2 separate regions of the Anas platyrhynchos genome follow, and region 1 is linked to region 2. The links are chromatin contacts, called in public Hi-C maps. All regions are on one chromosome and are shown on one strand. The core of a region is the stretch at or near the end of the contact, and the rest is flanking DNA. Distances in the headings are between cores, read along the strand shown. Region 1 overlaps SH3GL3 (SH3 domain containing GRB2 like 3, endophilin A3). Region 2 overlaps SH3GL3 (SH3 domain containing GRB2 like 3, endophilin A3).

Region 1 (2,955 bases), core at 406-2,905, 36 kb before region 2:
GAGCCAGGGAGACCTGAGGGACTAAAAGCCACTTAGCTAGAGGAGCCTGAGACTGGCTGAGTGGGAAAGGCAGGAAGATGGATCTGATAAGAAGTGCATAGAAAAGTGTCTGTGTGGGAGGTCTGGAACTAGCTGTGCAAAAAAAAAAAAAAAAAAAAAAATAGAAAGAGATGTGGATCAGGACTGAGTCTGGGTGAGGCACCTGGCAAGATGGCTGGGGACCAGAGCATTGAGATTGCAGGGCAAGAAGGCCAAGAAAGGGAGACATATGGAGAATTGGGAAGGACAGGAAGGAAGTGACTGCAATTACTATCTATGCAAATCTGGTGAGAAAGACTCAGCTTAGACAAGAAGGCTGTAATGAGAAGTTTGAGGACAGGAGAGAAATTGGGTCAGCATGGCAAATGGAAGAGAAACAGCACAGTTTTCTTTAAACAGAAACAATAGAAAGAGGAGAAAGACATCAAAGGGACAACCACTTCACCTCCCTCCCAAAGGCAGAATCAGTTATACTAGTCAGTTGTTCCTGATCTTGTGGCTTAGGTAAGTCACTATTCCATACACTGCTTCATCTTTGCTTTGGTGCTTTGGCTAATGATAAATGTCTGAAACATTTCTCAGCTGCTTATGCAAAGAAGAACTATAAAATGCATACACCACAGCTGGCCAACTGGTAGAGTCTACCATGGAAGAGCGTGCTGAAATTGTTGATAGAAGATGTTAATTTTTTGCAGCCTTAATATAACTTGTTCTGGTATAACAGCAAGGGGTTATGGACTTATGCACTGCTGTAATGAATGTGTCCCACTCACAAGCAGTTTAAGAGCTACTGGCTAGTTTGTAGCTGGCCATTACACAGGTAGTCAGAGACAGAAGTTGTCTGCAGGTAAATGGTCCCACTTAACAGCTCCCCCTTTCTGCAGTTTGCTCCCAGGAGACAGCACATTTCTTGCTTTTTAAGCATGGTTTCTGTGATAACGTATCTACAGAACAGAAAGTTTTGGAATAGACCCTGTCTTCCTATTTCTGTTTTAACTTGACTGGGGCTAATACTGTCTAACAGAGAAATCTCTGCAAAACCAAGTAATTTCTTTTGTCTTTCATATTCCAAATAATAAAACAAACAAAAAACCTGACACCCACTCGTAAGAAAGAAACTAATATTGTGTGTCCTACTTACAGATAGCAAAATGTCCTTTTAAGCACCCTTCCACCTCTCTTTTCATATAATTCTATGACTATATGGGATAGCACATCCTGCTATTCTGCTGTATAAGCACTGAAGAAAGGATTATCACAAATCACCACAGTTGCTCATTTTTAAGACATAATTTCATGGTGGACTTCAAATCTGAGCCAATGTCCAAGTACTTCAGCATAACCCACATAAGCTCTATGCAGCAATATTTACAGCCAAGCTATAGTTGTGATTTTTAGAGCCAAAATTATCCAGATCCTTCAAAGCAGCAGCAAAGTTTTGTGTGTTAAGTGAGCTGCTCCTGCACTCAGTGCTCTTAGCACTGGGTACATATCTCTTGCTCATGCTTTAAGCAGCTGGTCTGCGACTGGCTTCTCCTTCCTCCTGATCTCCCTGTATTCTGCTCTCAGGCAGTTCATTGCTCATAGATAATAAAGCTACATGAGATGTCTGTGTCAACCTTGTCTGCGCAATTGTATCTCCAGAAGACCTTGCTGAATTCTTGAGTACTCCCATGCACTGCTGTACATAACGTTCCTCTCAGAGACAAGGAAAAAGGTACATTCTCTGCCTTCAGTCCTTGTTGCCTGTGAAGGATGGGTCAAACTTTATCCAACCCCACACACATTTCCCACCTGGATATACTGCAGCAAACAAAAAAGCAGGACAGACTTACATCATTTTCTAAGAAATTGAACATGCTTCTTTCAGCTAGTTCCTTTGACTCTTCAAATTTTTCTACTGCTTGCTTAACTTCTTCATCTGGTATCTTTCCAAGACGTTTCTTTTTATAATCATAATCCAAACGACGACCTTCTAGTTTCTTCAAATGATGCTAAATAAGACAGAACATTTAGGTGGAGGTCCAAATGGGACAGGCCCATACAAACACATAGTGATTTAAGGAAGTTTCAGTTGGATGCAATTACAGGGATATGCAGAATCAAAAGAAATGCCAAGCTCAGAGATTATCCAGTCCATCCCTTTGATCTAAGAAGCATCAGGTACGTCTGGGACTGCATACGTGAATTAAATTTTAAGTTGTGTAGACTTTAAATAGTCATCTGGTAGGACCTGGGGAACTGGCTACCCTGATTTGGTAATTTTAGGCACCTAGATCATGGGATGGAGTTTATTAAATGTGCAACGCCTAACATTGGATCCTGCTTCTAATTTAGAAAATCCAAAAGTGCCCCCTGTGTTCTATACTTAAATTAATTTCACCTCTTGAATTATATGCAATATGACAGCCAACAGTCAGAGTTATTTTCCCTTCTCATTCCATAAGCAGTATTCCAACAAATCTTATGTTCTTGCTTTCTTTGTTAGGTGTCAACCTGACACTTCTAACTGACATCACTATACAAGTTTTTCTGTTGCCAAAAATCATGGGATTGACAGACTTATAGAACGGACTCAAAGTGACAGTACAAAATGCTCATTAAAGCTAACATCAAAAAATTTCTTTTTATCAGTGGAGAAGAATGACAACTGAAAACAATTCTGTATCATAGGAGACAGCTATAGACATCAAGGCATTATTACTAGCTTTTTGCTCTGCTTTCTACATACATGTAAATAAATAAAACAACTTTCTTTTCTGCATTTCATCAGGGAATTAACTTGCTTATTACCCAAGTCTATTGGAATCAGACTCAGACAGAGACTGCCTGGCTTTCTTTTGAATTGTCATTTTGTAAACAAAAGCACTGAAAAACCTAACTTTAAAGGTTAAAATATGTTCCTCAGCATCTTAT
Region 2 (2,813 bases), core at 118-2,617:
CAGATTCTGCTGTCAGTTATGCTGCATATGCCTATGTAAGAGACACTACACTGAGTCAGCCTAGATTTTTATCAGCATATAAAGCAGAATTTGTCCTCCTGGATGTATATTACAGAGGCTGTCCTGAATTCTATATCAGAATGCAACTTTGTGGTAGAAATGTATCTGCTTAGGATATTTAAGCAACTTGGAGTAACACTTAGCAAATGATACTGAAGAAAATCTTAATGCAATGCAATTGCTGTGCTTCTCTTGTCTGTTTGTTTTTCAGCATTGCAGGATTCTCAAGAGACTGCACTGCAACGTATTACCCAGCGTGTGCCGCAGTGACTCAGGCAACAGCAGGAGTTAAGGATGGAGTGCCAGCTCAGCTCCAGCTTGCAGGATGCCTGTGTCAAACTCTTCAGCAAAGCCAAGAATCTATAAAAGGAGATGCGTTCAAGGAGAAAGTTCAGCTTCCATTCCATCATGCTGCACTGTTTGCTATTGCAAGGCTATTCAGATTTCCACAAATAAATACGTTATGCGTAAAATATAACTAACGTCCTCCCAAATTGTAGCTGCATCACTCTTAGATTCCCAGGTGCAGCAAAGATGATCCATATAAATGTATTTGCTAACTTCTATGCTGGCTGGGTACTGAAACTCTCAAAGTTTCTTTTTAATACAGTTATGCTTTACTGGTAGGCAAGTTACAAATATAATTGTAAATATAACCATAAACCTACATCTTGAGAGCTAGTTTCTCCCTCATCCCAGATTTCTGAGACATATTATTAATATGGAAAAACAGTGTCAAGCCATGATGAACTGTCTTCGTATTTCCTACCTATTAGCCAGATACTCTGGTCCTGGGAAACAAACTTCATTTTCAGCAGGGTTGGCTGCACAACCCAAAGTCAGCTATGGAAACCAAAAGTGAGCCACCCCTAGAACTGCCAAAGGAAGAGGGGTGAAGTACAGGTTACTGTCCCCTTAGTACATGCCTTCCCCCTGCCACATACAAATGACAGCTGATCTTTGCCACAGAGGCATGTTTCCCCCCAACATCAGGTTAATAGTTTTGATTCGAAATAATATGTAATGCAAGGACTTCTCCTTCTGCAGGAACAAAGCTCTCCAGCAAAAAGATACAAACCAATCAACCGACCAACAACAAAAACACCTCAACAAATACTCTATGTACCAACAAGCCTTCAGAGCTTTACGTAGAGTCTCAGCTTCTTCTCTCATCATCTGAGGAATTAAAGATGAGCAGTGTATCATCTACCGCATAGTTTTATAATGACTGGGTTACAGAACAGGAGCATCCAGCCACAACACAGATAAAGATGAACAATACTGACCAACTTGATATCTATATGTACATAAAGGAATGGGTTTTGTTTTTGTTTTTTTGTCCTTGACAGTGGCTGAAGGTTTATTCTTCTTTCTGAACCATGTGCAAGAATTATAATTATCCATTTCAAAACATCTCAGACAATAAACAAAATGTTAACGTCCTTTTCCCTGCTGCCCTACCACCATAATTCTAACAGTTTTACCAAAGGGTACCTCAAATTATTTAATAAAAGCTAGGAACAGCTCTCTCTGCTGAGGTCTTGGACTCATCATGCCCATTTCAGGTTGGATGTGAAAGAACAGTTTCTCTCAGACTCTATGTCGACAACTTCCAGTCCCAGGACACAAACGTGCTAGTCAATAAAGAGTTTCTTTTTGTGTCTTAATGGCAAGTTCAGTTTTATTTTGTACAAAGTTTGTCTCTTCCTCAGTTTACCAAAGTACTTCAAGTTTGTTTGGTAGCAAATGCTTCTGTAAATAAAGTTTGTGTGTATTAATGCGGTCAAAATGGACTTCAAAAATTGTAAATATTATGTCTGGGCTAGTATCATAACATTACAGAAAGCAAAAATAGTCAGGAAAACTAAACAAAACAACAACAAAAAAAAACAACTAGCAAGACTATTGCATCAGGGTAACAAGGTCTCAGATGTGATCTGGTTTTCAGTCCAAATGCCACATAAATCACTGGAGTGATTTATGAGCAGAAATCTGGGATAAAAGGACAAGCATCCTTGTAACTGTTCGTGATAGCCAAAAGCAGGAAAACAAACAAAAACAAACCAAAGAAAACACCACACAATAGAAAAAGGCCTTCAAGAACATTAAAAATAGATGACTACTTGGAAAGACAAACAGAGCATATATTTTCTTGTTCTAAATTAAATCCCTTTCAGAAGACAAAAAAAAAAAAAAAAAAAAAAAAAAAGTTGTAACAACTACGTTTTGCCTAGGAAATCTGTTCATCTCTATGCTTATCTATAGACAGTACAATCAGCTCCTGAACAGCACTACCTTATCCTTCTTCACTGACAGGAACAGGTTTAAGAAACCAATCTGCATTGACTAACAATCCCTGCTCAGGCTTATATTACAAATAAGGTATTTGCAGTAACAGGCAGTCACATTTCTTACAGAAGTATTAATTTTTAGTATCTCTGAGAAGCTAAGCTGGAGTTGTTGATACTGAGACTGCAGCTATACAGAGACTTTTTGCACAACTAATTATTTAAAATAATAAAAAAAAAAAGCATTCATAGTCAACAGATTTCCGACACCAGCATCATGGCTGAGCTTCCAAAACACCCCAGGGGAAGGAGGTTCTCAACCCACTAGCCTCTGACTACTTGGAAAAAAATCACGTATCATCACACTGAGATACCAGCCGGGCTGTAGTTTAAGAGCACAGCACAAACAATAATAGCAGCTGCTGACTATTAAGAATTTTTTATTCACTCTCTACACTTACTGTT

What was found. A called contact is a pair of places that touch in the nucleus more often than the background predicts.
Region 1: a contact with region 2 is called in a Hi-C map of F5 follicle, with 3 times the contacts expected there. The contact joins two enhancer-like sites. A contact is called at or near these places in 5 of 8 Hi-C or Micro-C datasets (F1 follicle, F5 follicle, liver and 2 more).

Annotation. Positions count from the first base shown.
Region 1 is chr11:15,425,196-15,428,150 of IASCAAS_PekinDuck_T2T, reverse strand. SH3GL3 (SH3 domain containing GRB2 like 3, endophilin A3) reads right to left here. Exons shown (of 10, transcript XM_072043449.1): 7 at 1,875-2,033. Among named protein-coding and RNA genes, the nearest start is that of ADAMTSL3, 37 kb to the left of the region's middle. Within about 2 kb of position 1,655, at least 3 of the 8 cell types and tissues checked have an H3K27ac peak or open chromatin away from gene starts, as enhancers often do. A contact at or near this core is called in F1 follicle and F5 follicle, where this site is marked.
Region 2 is chr11:15,389,010-15,391,822 of IASCAAS_PekinDuck_T2T, reverse strand. The region is part of intron 2 of SH3GL3 (SH3 domain containing GRB2 like 3, endophilin A3); the gene reads right to left. Among named protein-coding and RNA genes, the nearest start is that of SH3GL3, 13 kb to the right of the region's middle. Within about 2 kb of position 1,367, at least 5 of the 8 cell types and tissues checked have an H3K27ac peak or open chromatin away from gene starts, as enhancers often do. A contact at or near this core is called in F1 follicle and F5 follicle, where this site is marked.